Linked DNA regions of Anas platyrhynchos: region 1 is linked to region 2. The links are chromatin contacts, called in public Hi-C maps. All regions are on one chromosome and are shown on one strand. The core of a region is the stretch at or near the end of the contact, and the rest is flanking DNA. Distances in the headings are between cores, read along the strand shown.

The links. A called contact is a pair of places that touch in the nucleus more often than the background predicts.
Region 1: a Hi-C map of skeletal muscle shows a contact between it and region 2, with 4 times the contacts expected there. The contact joins the promoter of UBE2B here to the enhancer-like site in region 2. A contact is called at or near these places in 2 of 8 Hi-C or Micro-C datasets (liver and skeletal muscle).

Annotation. Positions count from the first base shown.
Region 1 is chr14:2,909,925-2,916,035 of IASCAAS_PekinDuck_T2T, forward strand. UBE2B (ubiquitin conjugating enzyme E2 B) reads left to right here and starts at 1,997. Exons shown (of 6, transcript XM_027468549.3): 1 at 1,997-2,155; 2 at 4,916-4,996; 3 at 5,751-5,776. The coding sequence starts at 2,112.
Region 2 is chr14:2,863,136-2,869,154 of IASCAAS_PekinDuck_T2T, forward strand. No RefSeq gene overlaps it. Among named protein-coding and RNA genes, the nearest start is that of SKP1, 5.1 kb to the left of the region's middle. Within about 2 kb of position 1,721, at least 3 of the 8 cell types and tissues checked have an H3K27ac peak or open chromatin away from gene starts, as enhancers often do.

The DNA of each region.
Region 1 (6,111 bases), core at 747-3,246, 47 kb after region 2:
GCAATGAGCGAGAACAAAAGTGGTGCCTAACAGGTGACTCAGCTTGTTCATTTCCCTAATTTCGGAGTCTTGGGTTTGGCTGGTGCTAATGCAGACATCTCCTCCCAGAGGGACACGGCAGCATGGAAGGGAGAGTGACCCGGAAAAAAGAACCATGACGTTACCAGGACTGCTCTAACAAACAGGAGAGCGAGTAGCTCACTTCGTTCTTGCTTCTCAAGCTTCTCATTTTATGAAGGAACAAAGTTATCTGAGAAATGTTCCGGTTTTACAAAAATTTTTCACAAATGTAGTGTTTACTGAAGATTAAAGTAGAATGGTTATGCTGCAAAGTGCTACCTTTTTATGAAGTGTATTCCTTTATCAAATAGCATTTCTGGGGAAAAACAGGCAGCAAAAACACAACTAGAAAGAACTTTCTGATGAGAAATTTTTTTTCACCTACATACTCCATGCAATCAACAGGACAGAAACTGCAGCTGGTTCTTCAGAGGGAAAAAAAAAATAAAGCTTTCCATTTCCTGATGAAGTTACCAGCCACACCTGTTTAACTGCCAGGTAAGACTGAAAAGAAACCTATAAATTAGATAATGCTAACACCCGTGAGGCCATCCTGGTGTGTACAGCTTTGTCCAAGCCCACCGTGCCGGGCAGGAGGAGGACAGATGATCAGTGCCCTCTGCTGCGAGCACTTATGTGCTGCTCGTGCACTGCCAGCCCCGCTGCGGGTGAGCCCGGCTGCTGTGGAAGAGCCTGGAGCTGGCCTGCAGCAGGCTTCTTCCAAAAATCATAATTGAAAAATAAATAAAGATGCTGGGCTCGGTAAAGGCTTGGCTGATGCCTGCATTCAAGGAAGCAGCAGAGCAGCTTTAAGGAAGCTGCTGTGACCTCTTGTTTCTTTCGCTCTTCCCCAGCGGTATCAAAGGAGAAGAAATGCTGTTGCTGCTGTGATTCTGCTGAAAAGGTTCCCCAGACAAGTGGAAACTATGCGGGATTTCAGAATTAACCCTTCTGCTTGGTGCCTGAGGGGCTTTTCCACGCAGCTGGTGGCTGCCCCCAGGAGAGGTGGGGAGCTTTTGGGGTGACTCGAGCACCCTTTGGGTAGGGGATGTATTCGCTGCCAGGCCTGGGCAGCATGTTAACAGCGGAATAACGAACGATGCTGGACTGGCGTTAATTATTTATACAAGTCCAAGCTTGCACTTGGTTTTTACAGTCTACTTTCTCCCTTGGGAATTAGCTGGAGCTAAATATAAACTGCAGAAAGCTGGAGGAGCGGCGGCAGAACGTAAAATTAAAGCAGGAGTGCGGGGAGAAGGAGGAAACTCAGGACAAGAGGGCTGCATTGGGCGAGCTGCGTGTTGGTGGCTGGGGAAGGATGGCTCCTTGCTCCTAAGCCTCCTGAGAAAGCTTGCTGCCTTGCAGTGTCAGTTCTCACACGTGTGCCTCACCGCAAGCGTGTTTTCACTGAGGTGGGAGCACGGTGTGGGGTTGACACCCCTGAAGGGCAGGTTCCTGAGCTGCGGGGTGGCTACGAGCACCCGTGGCAGCCTCATCCCAAAGGCCACCACCTGCTGAAGCAGGGCTGTGGTAAGAAGCCGATTTTGGCCTTTTGGGCTAGATTAAGCCCCCGGTCACAGCTCCATGAGCACACAGCAGCGGGACGAGGACATTTGGGGCACTTCATTAGGGCTCTTGTGGTGTTTTTTTGTGACCTCCCAAAACCACGAACTCAGAGCACCGCAGCACACGCAGCCAAAAACCCTGCTTCAGGGGCTGGCTGGGAACAGGGTCAGGACCTCGAAGCCTCCACCTGCAGCGAGGGCGCTGAGAAAAAATGAGGCAAAAAAAAACAAAACCTGAGGTGAGGCCGGGCAACCCCCCCCCCGCAGCAGCGCAGTGGGAGCTTCCCCCTCCTCGCCCCCCCCCTACACGGGCGGAATGGACCGGGCCGAGGTTCCCCCCCCCTCCCCTCCCCGCCTCCCGCGTGACGTCACGGCCCGGCGGCAGGGGCCCGCCCCCCGCGGAGGGAGACGCCATTGCGGGTTGTTTGTGCGGGCGGCGGCGGGAGGCGGTGCTGCGGCCCGGGGGGAGCGTGTTCCGCCGCCACCATGTCCACCCCGGCCCGGCGCCGGCTGATGCGAGACTTCAAGAGGTGAGGACAAGAGGGGGGGACACGGGGTGTCGTCTGCTTCCCTCTCAGCCGCTGTCCACCCCCCCCTTGGGGTTGGGGGGGCGCCCGGTGGCTGGGGCTGAGGGGATTCTGAGGGGATTCTGAGGGGGTTCTGAGGGGGTTCTGAGGGGATTGGGGCGCCCCAGGTTCTGGGCTCCCCTCAGGTTGGGGGGTGTCCCCCCCTCAGGTTCTGCCCCCCCCCCCGCCTCAGTTCTGGGCCACCCCATCGAATATTTGCCCCCCCCTTCTTCAAGTTCTAGGGTACCCCCCTCAGGTTCTGGGCCCCTCCCTTCAAGTTCTGGGGTCCCCCCCTTAACTTTCCCCCTCCCCCTCAGGTTCTGGGCTCCCCCTCAAGTTCTGGGTCCCTCCCTTCAAGTTCTGCCCCTCCTCAGGTTCTGGGTCTCCCTTCAGGTTCTAGGTCCCCCCCCCTCAAGTTCTAGGGTCCCCCCCTCAAGTTAAGCCCCCTCCCCAATTTCTGACGGCCCCTCAAGTTCTGGGATCCCCCCCTTCAAGTTCTGGGTCTTTTCTCTCCCCTCAGGTTCTGGGATCCCCCCCCCCAGTCCTGGACCCCCCATTCCTATGTGCTGAGACCACCCCAGAGCCGGGGGGTGCAGGGCCCGGTGCCCCCCAGCCCAGCCCTTAGCTCCCCCTCAGCACCAGCAGGGACCCAGCGCCGTGCTCATTAGCAGTGGTAATTAGCTGGAGGCTTTTAAATGGCCATGGCTGCCCCAGCGGGGTAACTCCACTTCCCGTCTGCCATGTAAATACGGCCCTAACGCATGGAAAGTCGCCGTGTGGTTTGGGCTGGGTTTTTTTTTGGGTAAACTTCAGGGTGTGCGGTGTGATTCCTGCGGGCCGGAGCGGCTCCTGGGCTGCTGGAGGTGAGTCAGCTGTGATAGCGTGGCTTTTTTTAGCGGAGCTGTGTTACACCAGGGCCTGAAAATACACGGGTAAACAGTTGACGTGTATTGTGTGGAGCTGAGCTGCGTGGCTGGCAGAGCTGCAGGGCCAAAAGCCCTGATCGATCCGAGAAGTTGGGATTTGTGAGGTGCAGGCCCTGCTTCTTGGGCTTTATTTGGGTGTGAGTGTTCGCTGTTTGGTGGTCCTCGATTCCCATTCGAATCACAACAGGATACTCGATGTTTTTTAATGTTATTGGGCTGCACAGGTGACCAAAAATCAGTGGTTCCTTCCGGGAGAAGGACTAGGTGGTGTTTCAGGACAGCAATCAGACTTTTTTATGATTTTGTGGCCTCAGAAGGACTGGCTTGATAATTTTGAAATTTAAGGTGGAAGAGACTGAAGCCATGGAGGAGTTTAACCAAGTGAGCACAGTGAGACATGGGACACATGCATGTTTGTTTATTGAATATTTGATCACTTTAATACCCCAAAATGTACTCAGCTTTCTCATGTCAGCGCTTTGCTTCTCTCCTTCCTACCCCTAAGTTATATTTTTATTTAGCCTTATGGTACTCTTACCTCATACTAAAAAACAGACTGTGCGCCATGAACTGTGATTCACTTTGTTAAATATAAACTCCTCCTGCATGCTGCAATTGTCAGGAGTCGTGGAGGGAGAGCAGTCCAGCAGATCCTGGATCATCCGATTTCACTAAACCATCGGAGAGAAAGGTTATTTTTAAAACAATATATATTTGCTGCTGGAAAAGGGGCTGCAAATACATTTCCCCTAACTCTTAAAAGCTTCCAGGCTCTGTTCGGATCAATTCAGCCTCCAGTCTTTGCCACAGCCCCTCGGGAGCCAGCCCTTTTGGCAGCAGGGTGCCGACGAGCTTTTAGAATCGATCCCAAACCCGGAGCCATCCTTCGGCCCCGCTGGTCTGGCTGAGTGCTCCGGCGGCGTCACTGGCACGCGGGCTGGCACGGGAGAGGTCCCGCTCCTGCTCCTGCCCAAAATAGTAGGTGGTTTGTGCTGCGGGTATGGAGCTGAACGGCCTGTGCTCGCAGCAGGGATGTAAACACAGCTCAGCAATCCCAGCTGCACGCTCAGCGTTACCCAAGAGGATGGGCAGAAGGAGGGCGTCTAGTTCTTGGAGCTGTCAGCATGCAGTGTGCTTTTCCTAGGCCAAGGGTTAAGGAACTAAACAGCATTTAAAGGCTTCCACTAGTGACTTAGAGACAAATGTTTACCATTGTTGAGCTGGTGGCAGGGAACAGCGCGCAGGTTTTCCCCTCGCTCCCTCTTCCCTTTCGAAGCAGGCAGCTTGCCAGCCAGAACAGGCTCACACCACATGCAGCCGCATCGTGCGCAGATCTGGGGATGCAGAAGTTGAGCTGTCGGTGCTTTGCCCTTGGTTCCTGCAAGCGTGCCCTGCAAATATCACTGCGTGGTGTTCAGCCCCTGCTTCTGGCTGGAACTTGTGCTCTTCTGCATTGTGGCAGCCAGCAGCAGTCGCTCTTTCATAACTTACTGGGTAGTACCATCAGTCCCAGCTGTGGGGCTTTAAATTACTCTTGCAGTTGATGCTCTTCTCCCTGAGCACTGAATTTATCCTGCTGGGTAGGTGCAGTGTGTTGGTGTAATGCCTGAGACACTCCTGGTGTGCATCACCTCGTAGTTCTGTATTTGGATCGTTGCTCCTCTGCACGTAACACTTCAGGTACTTGCTAATATGGGACGAGAGAAAATTTCTAAAAAGTGGCTGTTACAATCAAATTATGCTCACAGGTGGAGATATTTCACTTACGTAAGCCTTGTTCTATCTTTGTAATCCTTAGGTTGCAAGAAGACCCTCCTGTGGGTGTCAGTGGTGCACCGTCTGAGAATAATATAATGCAGTGGAATGCAGTTATATTTGGGTAAGAGCTTTTGGTCGCTACCAAGTCCTACATCAAAAGGCTAATAAAACCTGTTCCTTGGGTTGGTTTTTGTTTGTTTTATGATGCTTTCTTTGTTTTGTGGATGTGCACTCAGGAAACTTTAAAAATAAATAAATAAAAAAACAACCAAGTGTGCTGTCCCAGTGAAAATTTGTTTTCAGGGGGTTATAAAGAATGCCTAAGAAAGGCGATGAACAATTTTAATTCTTTCCTTTTGTTGAATAATGTTTGCCTGTGTTTTAATGAATAGATTGTAGAGGAATTGGGTTATGAAAAAGCAGGCTTGCTCTTTAAAAGTACATAAGAGCACCACATGTTCTTGGCTATTAAATCCAGATGTATTAGCAGTGATTGGACTGATTCCCAGGAGAATGAGGTACAGGTTCTATTACATTTATCTCTTAGAGGTCCCCTCCTGTAGGGTGTATCTTACATTCTTTCGTAAAAATGAAGTCAGCTTGCCAGCAGTTTGCTCGTTAGTTCAGCTCTAGCCTTACGCGTGGCACATGTGTCGTTGGGGATGATGAGGCAGTGGGTATCTGGACTTGCAGATTGATGTGGGAAAGTGCTAATTAAGACAGAGTTCCCATAAATTGCCTCCGGATGTTTCTCTAAATATTTACATGATTGCATCCACTTCTATCATGAAGAGGATGAGGAAGAAAATATATATTTACTGTGCATGTTTAGAAGTAATGATCATTATTAACCAGTTTATTTTTAAACCTTTCAGGCCAGAAGGGACACCTTTCGAAGATGGTAAGCAGCTAACTTCTGTTCCTTCCATCATTCTTGTAAATATTGCCAGTGTTAACGCTGCTCTGCTTTGAGGAATAATAGATGTTATAGAAGTTGGAACAAGCTAAGCAAGGAAAAAGAATAAAGGAGTAAGGTCTTGTTGGCCCTGAAAATACCGTGTTTTGCTGTAAGTGGTGTCCAGTCAGAGTGGCTCGTTACACAGCTGTGAAGCACTGCTCACATCGAGGCTTGTTCAGACACAGAACGCTCAAACTTTTAGTGAGGGAAGTTGGCCCAGTGCTGCCAGATGTTTTCACATCTCTGCAGATAAGCTCAGCAAGAGAGCTGAGCAGGAC
Region 2 (6,019 bases), core at 471-2,970:
GCAGAGAAAAAGATTTTTCAAGAAAATAAAAAAAAAAAAAATGGGTGGGCCAATTTCAATTGTTAGGTGCACAGATAATCATTCCAATGCAAATAATCCTAAACCTAAGCATTGCCGTCCTGAGCTGTAAAGATAATTGTTCTCTGCACCAGCCACAGATAAATGACGATTAAGGGCCCTTCACCGCTGAGAATCCAGAGGAGGAAGCTTAACACTAAAGCAAATATCTGGAAATATTGGAGCAACCAAGATCAGCGTAAGCTTGATTTACCACTTATCAGATCCAGAAGAGCTCTGACCTACATTCTTGCAGCATCACTGAGCTGCGGGCAGAAGCCAGCTGAACAGCTACACAGCTGCAGGGGGAAGGGAATTTTAACGCACTGAGCACGGCATTACAGGGAGAGCAGCCTCCCAGACACAGTGCTGGGTTTACTCCGCAGCCTTGGATTCTCTTCCCAGCTATTTCTCTTGCTGCTTTGATAAAAATGACTGCCCCCAACCAAAACCAAAAACTTAACCCTTTCCATTGTTATAGACAGAGAAGTTTATTCTGTTAGTGATGGTGGTGATTATGGAGATAACACTGTAAAAAGATTGAGCATTTTTTAATACCACACACGTGACATCGGCTTATAAAAGAGACCTCAGCTTTGCTTCATTGGTAACAAGTTGGGAAATGTGACAGGACCCAGTTTGGATTTCCAGAAGGAAGGGAAGGCAGCCCTGCAAAGACCAAACTCCAGGGCCTGGAGAGCAGAGCTGCTCTGGCACAGGCTGGCATTTGCTGGGATGCAAGGAGTGACCGCTGGATCCGGACAAGAACCTGGTCTATGTGTAGGGGAGATAACAGCAAAAATGTTCTTCTCCCCTAAAATACATGTACAAAAGGAGAAGAACATTTTTGTAAAACAAGCAGCCACATCAACAGTGCAAGGAAAACTAGGACTGGTTCAGTGTTTTAAAAAAAAGGAAGTTATTTATCTGATACAGATATTGGAAAGAAACTGCTCAGCTCAAAGGCCTGGGCTTCTGCTACTTAAAGCAATCTTACAACAACACAGCAGAAGGGGAAAACTCTTGTCCCCCCTCTAAACTCCAGAAATAGCTGTGATTGTTTCTTGTATTACAGGAGCATCCTTAAGATGTTGCTTTTCATCTAAGCTGTACCACAGCAATGCAAGGTCCTGAGGAAGGCAGAGCCCCCCTTCAGATGTTAGTCAGGCTGACAACTCGCTAACTGCATCATGGCAGGCAGACATGAGCTCTGTTTTCTTGATCAGCTTCGGTTTCTCCCTCTAGCAACGTTCTCCTTGCATAACTACAGGGATTCAAGATGCACAGAAGACTGTAGATGAGGGAAAAAGTGATTAAAAATAGAAGCAAACCTACCTCAAGCATATTTGCATCTAACTCCCTAATCTTCAGTCCACCTCCACATACTTAAACATACTGATTTTTATTTTTTTGAACCATTTTTGCTGTAGCTTCCATGGAAATAATTTGGACTGCTCAGACTCCGTGGTCCTTGTGGCTGCATAAATAGCGAGGGAGATGCTGCTGGGTGAAAGCTTCCCCCACCAGCACGGTTAGCAAAAGGTCACCAAATCCCCGAGTGGCACAGGCAGAAAAAAATCTGAATATCCTTGAGAACCTAGCCTGATAGTGAGAAAGCTATGTTGGCTTTATAGGGTTTGTTTCTTTACTACAGGCTGCAGAGCCCGTCCTTGGAGGGATCCAGCAGCCGCCTGGACGTGGTGCTGAGCGGCTCGGGGTGGTCCTGGGGCTGGGCCAGAGGGACCCCGACGGACCCCAAGGTGCCACCAGGCCTGGTTCCGTGGCTGCATGGTGCTGGTACTCAGCCTGGCAGCTGTTCAAAGTGCAAGAGGCAGGTTCTGGGCTGGTCCTAACGCCACTGACGACGAAGAGCCAACACTTTGAGGTTTCAAAGTCCATGGGAAGAAATTTGCCACGTTTCAGAAGTCAGGCTGATCTACAACATTTTTTAAGAAGGTTGTAAGGAAAAAGTGACAGTCCAGTGAAATTCGGAGACAGCTAAACTAAGCTAAGCTGACACCAGGTAACCACACTCACAAGCACCACAGAATTTTGTATTTGAAAGGGAGAGGAAGTGAGAGCAGCCTCCCAGGGAGCTGAGGCACCTCCTCGCCCACACCCGGGGCAGCTTTCCTCTTCCCCGAGGACAAAGGCGGTGGTGGAACAGGAGCAAAGTGGGTCAAGCATACAGTGAGCAGCACAGGATCCTTCCAGACAGCCCTCCTCCAGCACCTCCCCTTTTCTTAAGGGAAAAAAAAGAGAACTTACACTGACAGGTACAGTAGGGAATGGTTTTTGATGGGATGTTTTACCACCAGCCAGCACGGTGGCTGTTTTTTTCCAACTGCCTGAAAAATATAGGCAGTTGGGAAGGAGGCTAAAGCAGTTTTGGCCAATCAATCTGAGATGACTGGTATCAGCACTACGTTCCTACCTGGCAGTTCAGCACTGCTTCTAAATGCATCATCCCATTTCAGGCAGTATCTGTATCCGATGAGGAATATATATATACACACAAGTCAATGAGAGGTCCAACGAGCAAACATTTTGTTTTGTACAACCTCATGCAGCAGTACAAGTATTCACAAAATCGACTGTCCTCTCGTTAAAAGCACCTGCCCCAGGTTTCCATCAGGGTGCTCACCTCAAGTCGTGCTGCTCCTCATCCATCACTGGTCCCAGGGCAGTGGAAGGAGCCAAATGCAGCCACTGGTGAGAGCAGCAGCAAGGAGCCGATAATCATTCGGTGCTGTTGGAGCCCCCAAGATTTCTGTCTGGCTGATGCCTTGTGAACCAAAACCAAAACCCTCAGCAGCTTCACAGCAGTTTGGTAACAAGGTCACAGGATAACCACCTATCCTGGGTCTCACGTGCTGTAACCCAGGAAAATGCTGTTTAAAACCCAAAATTGTAGACTGGAAGGCATCTCAGCCATCTACCTGAAGCAGCACCAACCCCAGCTCACGTGTGACCTTTTCTAGGCTAGTACCGAAAGCTTCCAAGAACAGACACTGTGCAGCCTCTTCTCCGTTGCCACAGGACCCTCCTGTGCTAAAACCTATGTTTTTGTGTTGCCTTATGTCAGTAACTAAATATTTTATATAAAATTCCCTATTAGCATTAATGTTTTATACACCAGAAACAATCAGTTTCATCTTCATCCCAAGCCAGTTCTGTTCACCATACAATAATTAAGAGATCAGGAGCTGTAGCTACCAACCCATCTTAAAACATGTTTTTAAGCCATAGCCTAAGTTTTAAAAGCCTAAACCATGCAGCGCTGCTTAATTTAATACCTAAAGTGTTGTTTCAGCCTTTTTTCCTGTATGTATGCCAAAGAACTCCAGCCCCTTGCTCAAGAGAGCAACTTGCCTTTATTCTCATCCAAAAGGAGTACAGCCAAATGAATTAGAGCACCAAAATAACTTCTTAAAAAACCACAGTAAGCTGACTCATCAACTGCTTGTTCTGCAGGGTTTTTTGAGTGTATTCACATGTCCTGAAAGATTTCTACACAGTCTCATATAATTTTTAACACTTAACCTGTTTCCAAACTACCTTGTCCTGGGACTCACAGAGAATGAATACTCTGCATAACGATCACTGTAGCATCCAAGAAGGCCCCACACTTTCTACAAGACTTCAAAAAATACCACTCACAAATACCTTGCTCCAAAATCTAAGCTCATATAAGCCACGTGTATGGCTGGGGGGGGAAAAAGACAGGATGGAACACTAAAAGGCCATTTCCCTTATGTACAACTTTCTTTTAGGCTATGCAGGCACGACAGTTAAATCTGGACTGCTGTTCAGGCACACTGAAGCCAAGCATGCTGCTGCTGGGCAGCTGCATCACACCGTGGGTCTGGGCAATACACCAGCAATACCCCAGAGAACGGGGATTCAAAAGCTGTATTTGCACAGACCGGAAAAAAAAATAAAACACCCTGAATTTCCATGAGTGCTCAGCATATAGAGATAAAACAAGCAACTAAAAAGTAAGCGCATGACAGGTATATAGGGAAGTAACAACTGAAGCCATGCCTTAAATTAATTGAATTTAGAGCAGAGCCTAATTGGAAATTCAGGATTGTCATTTGATCACACTGGCCTCTCCTTACAGTCCGTTTTTCCAGAAGGAACAAGCACATTTATCCTTCTGCACTGCCCCTCCTACAGCAGGAACTGCGTTCTCACCAGCAAGGAAATGAAGGGGCAAGAAGGGAGGAACACTGGGGTGTATTTATTGAACTATGATGAAGATGCCAAAAATAAACCTAGCACCTGCACTTTTTTTTTTGTATTGTGTATGAGAAAATCCTTGGCCTTTAAGATTCATGGCAAATTTCTAAATTGCTAAAGCCTTTGTCCCATCCCTTACCACGTAATTAATTTATCAAAATGACTTTCAGTGACTGAAAAAAATAATCCAGACTGACCTTTGCTACTACCCAGCCTGAAGCACAGTCAGGTGAAACGTCAAAGCTTTCATCAGCACCGTGTACGCTCACTGCCTCTTTTTCCAAGGCAAAATTATCATTCATCCACACAGAATACCGAGGTAACTAGCTCTGTCCATCTTCGCTTGCCTGTGGGTCAAGTAACCTTCCAGGGTATTGTCAGGAGATCTAAAACAGATAAGGCAGCCAAAGCATGCAGAGCAGCGATACTGAGCTTGTATAGAAGTGTCAGCAGCTGGAAACGATCTGACTTCAGCCCGAGCCAACAAGCACAGGCGCTGATACACCTCGGAGGGAAGGGGCTCCTACATGCCCCCACCAGCTGCCCTCGGGGACAGCCAGCAGACAGGGGGACAAGGCAGGAAGGGGGACCAGAGAAAGGGACCTAACGGGCAGAGAAAAACAGGCAGAGAGAGAACGAAGGGGAAAAATGGCAAATCGACAGGCTTCAAATCCTTCCCTCTTCTCCTCTCAGGAAAGGAAATTACTGGATGTTTTCCTGTGTACTAACCGGGGTGGATGTACTAACATTTTGTTTTTGACTGAATGACACCTCAGTGCAGAAGCACAGGCCCCTACACCTGAAATTAAACACCCAAAATGAAGGGTGTTTACTTCAGTCTGATATACAAGTTCAGACAATGATGTCCTGCATTCTGGCCACTTAAGTGTGATTTAAGTAAAGGGCAATATGGAAAGCTCAAAACTCTTCCGCGGGTGTCAAACAACAAAAGGTTTGTACTTATTCTATCCAAATTCTAAAAAACACAAGGAAAAAGTGAAAGGTTTAAGAGTTGTTTGTAGGAATGCATCCAATTTCATTCATGACTGCTTCTAACACCAAATGCAAGTATTAGCCCTCCTTACGATTAACTCTCCTGCTTAAAACAAACAAAAACCATTACTGAACGATGAAAATACAGGATTTCCAGCTACTCTTATTTCACCTTTTCATGGACTTTAGCAGTCTTTGCAATGCAAAAGAAAATATTAACACTGATCTCTGAAACAAATACAAATCTAATTATGCTCATCCAGCCTGCATCATTGCAGTTTGAAGTGAAGGAAGCTTTGCTCCCATGAATTTCTAATCAAGCAGCTACCAACAAAATAACCAGACTAATTATTTCTAATTGAGGTTTTCTCCTCTTGGATCTTCCAAACACACTTCCAGCTGTTGAGGACTGCTGGTTGCCAATCTCCATGAGTAATAACTCCCCGTTCACAAGGTGATATTCTCAAAAAAGGCTACAAATGGCCAGTCACAGCACAATTACAGAGAAAAGTGCATGAAGTGGAGTGACTGTCACCACCGACTTCACTAACAGCTGCTTGTATTTGTATATAGAGACTGAAGAAATGAACTGCTGAAACCCCACCAAAGCAGGAGCTGAGTCACGCCAATTCAAGTACCAGGGAAAACAGGCAATAGGGCAAAGTCACTCCTTTTGAAGGAATGGTGTCAACAAAAGGTACAAAGTTCTATCTATAAAGACACAAAT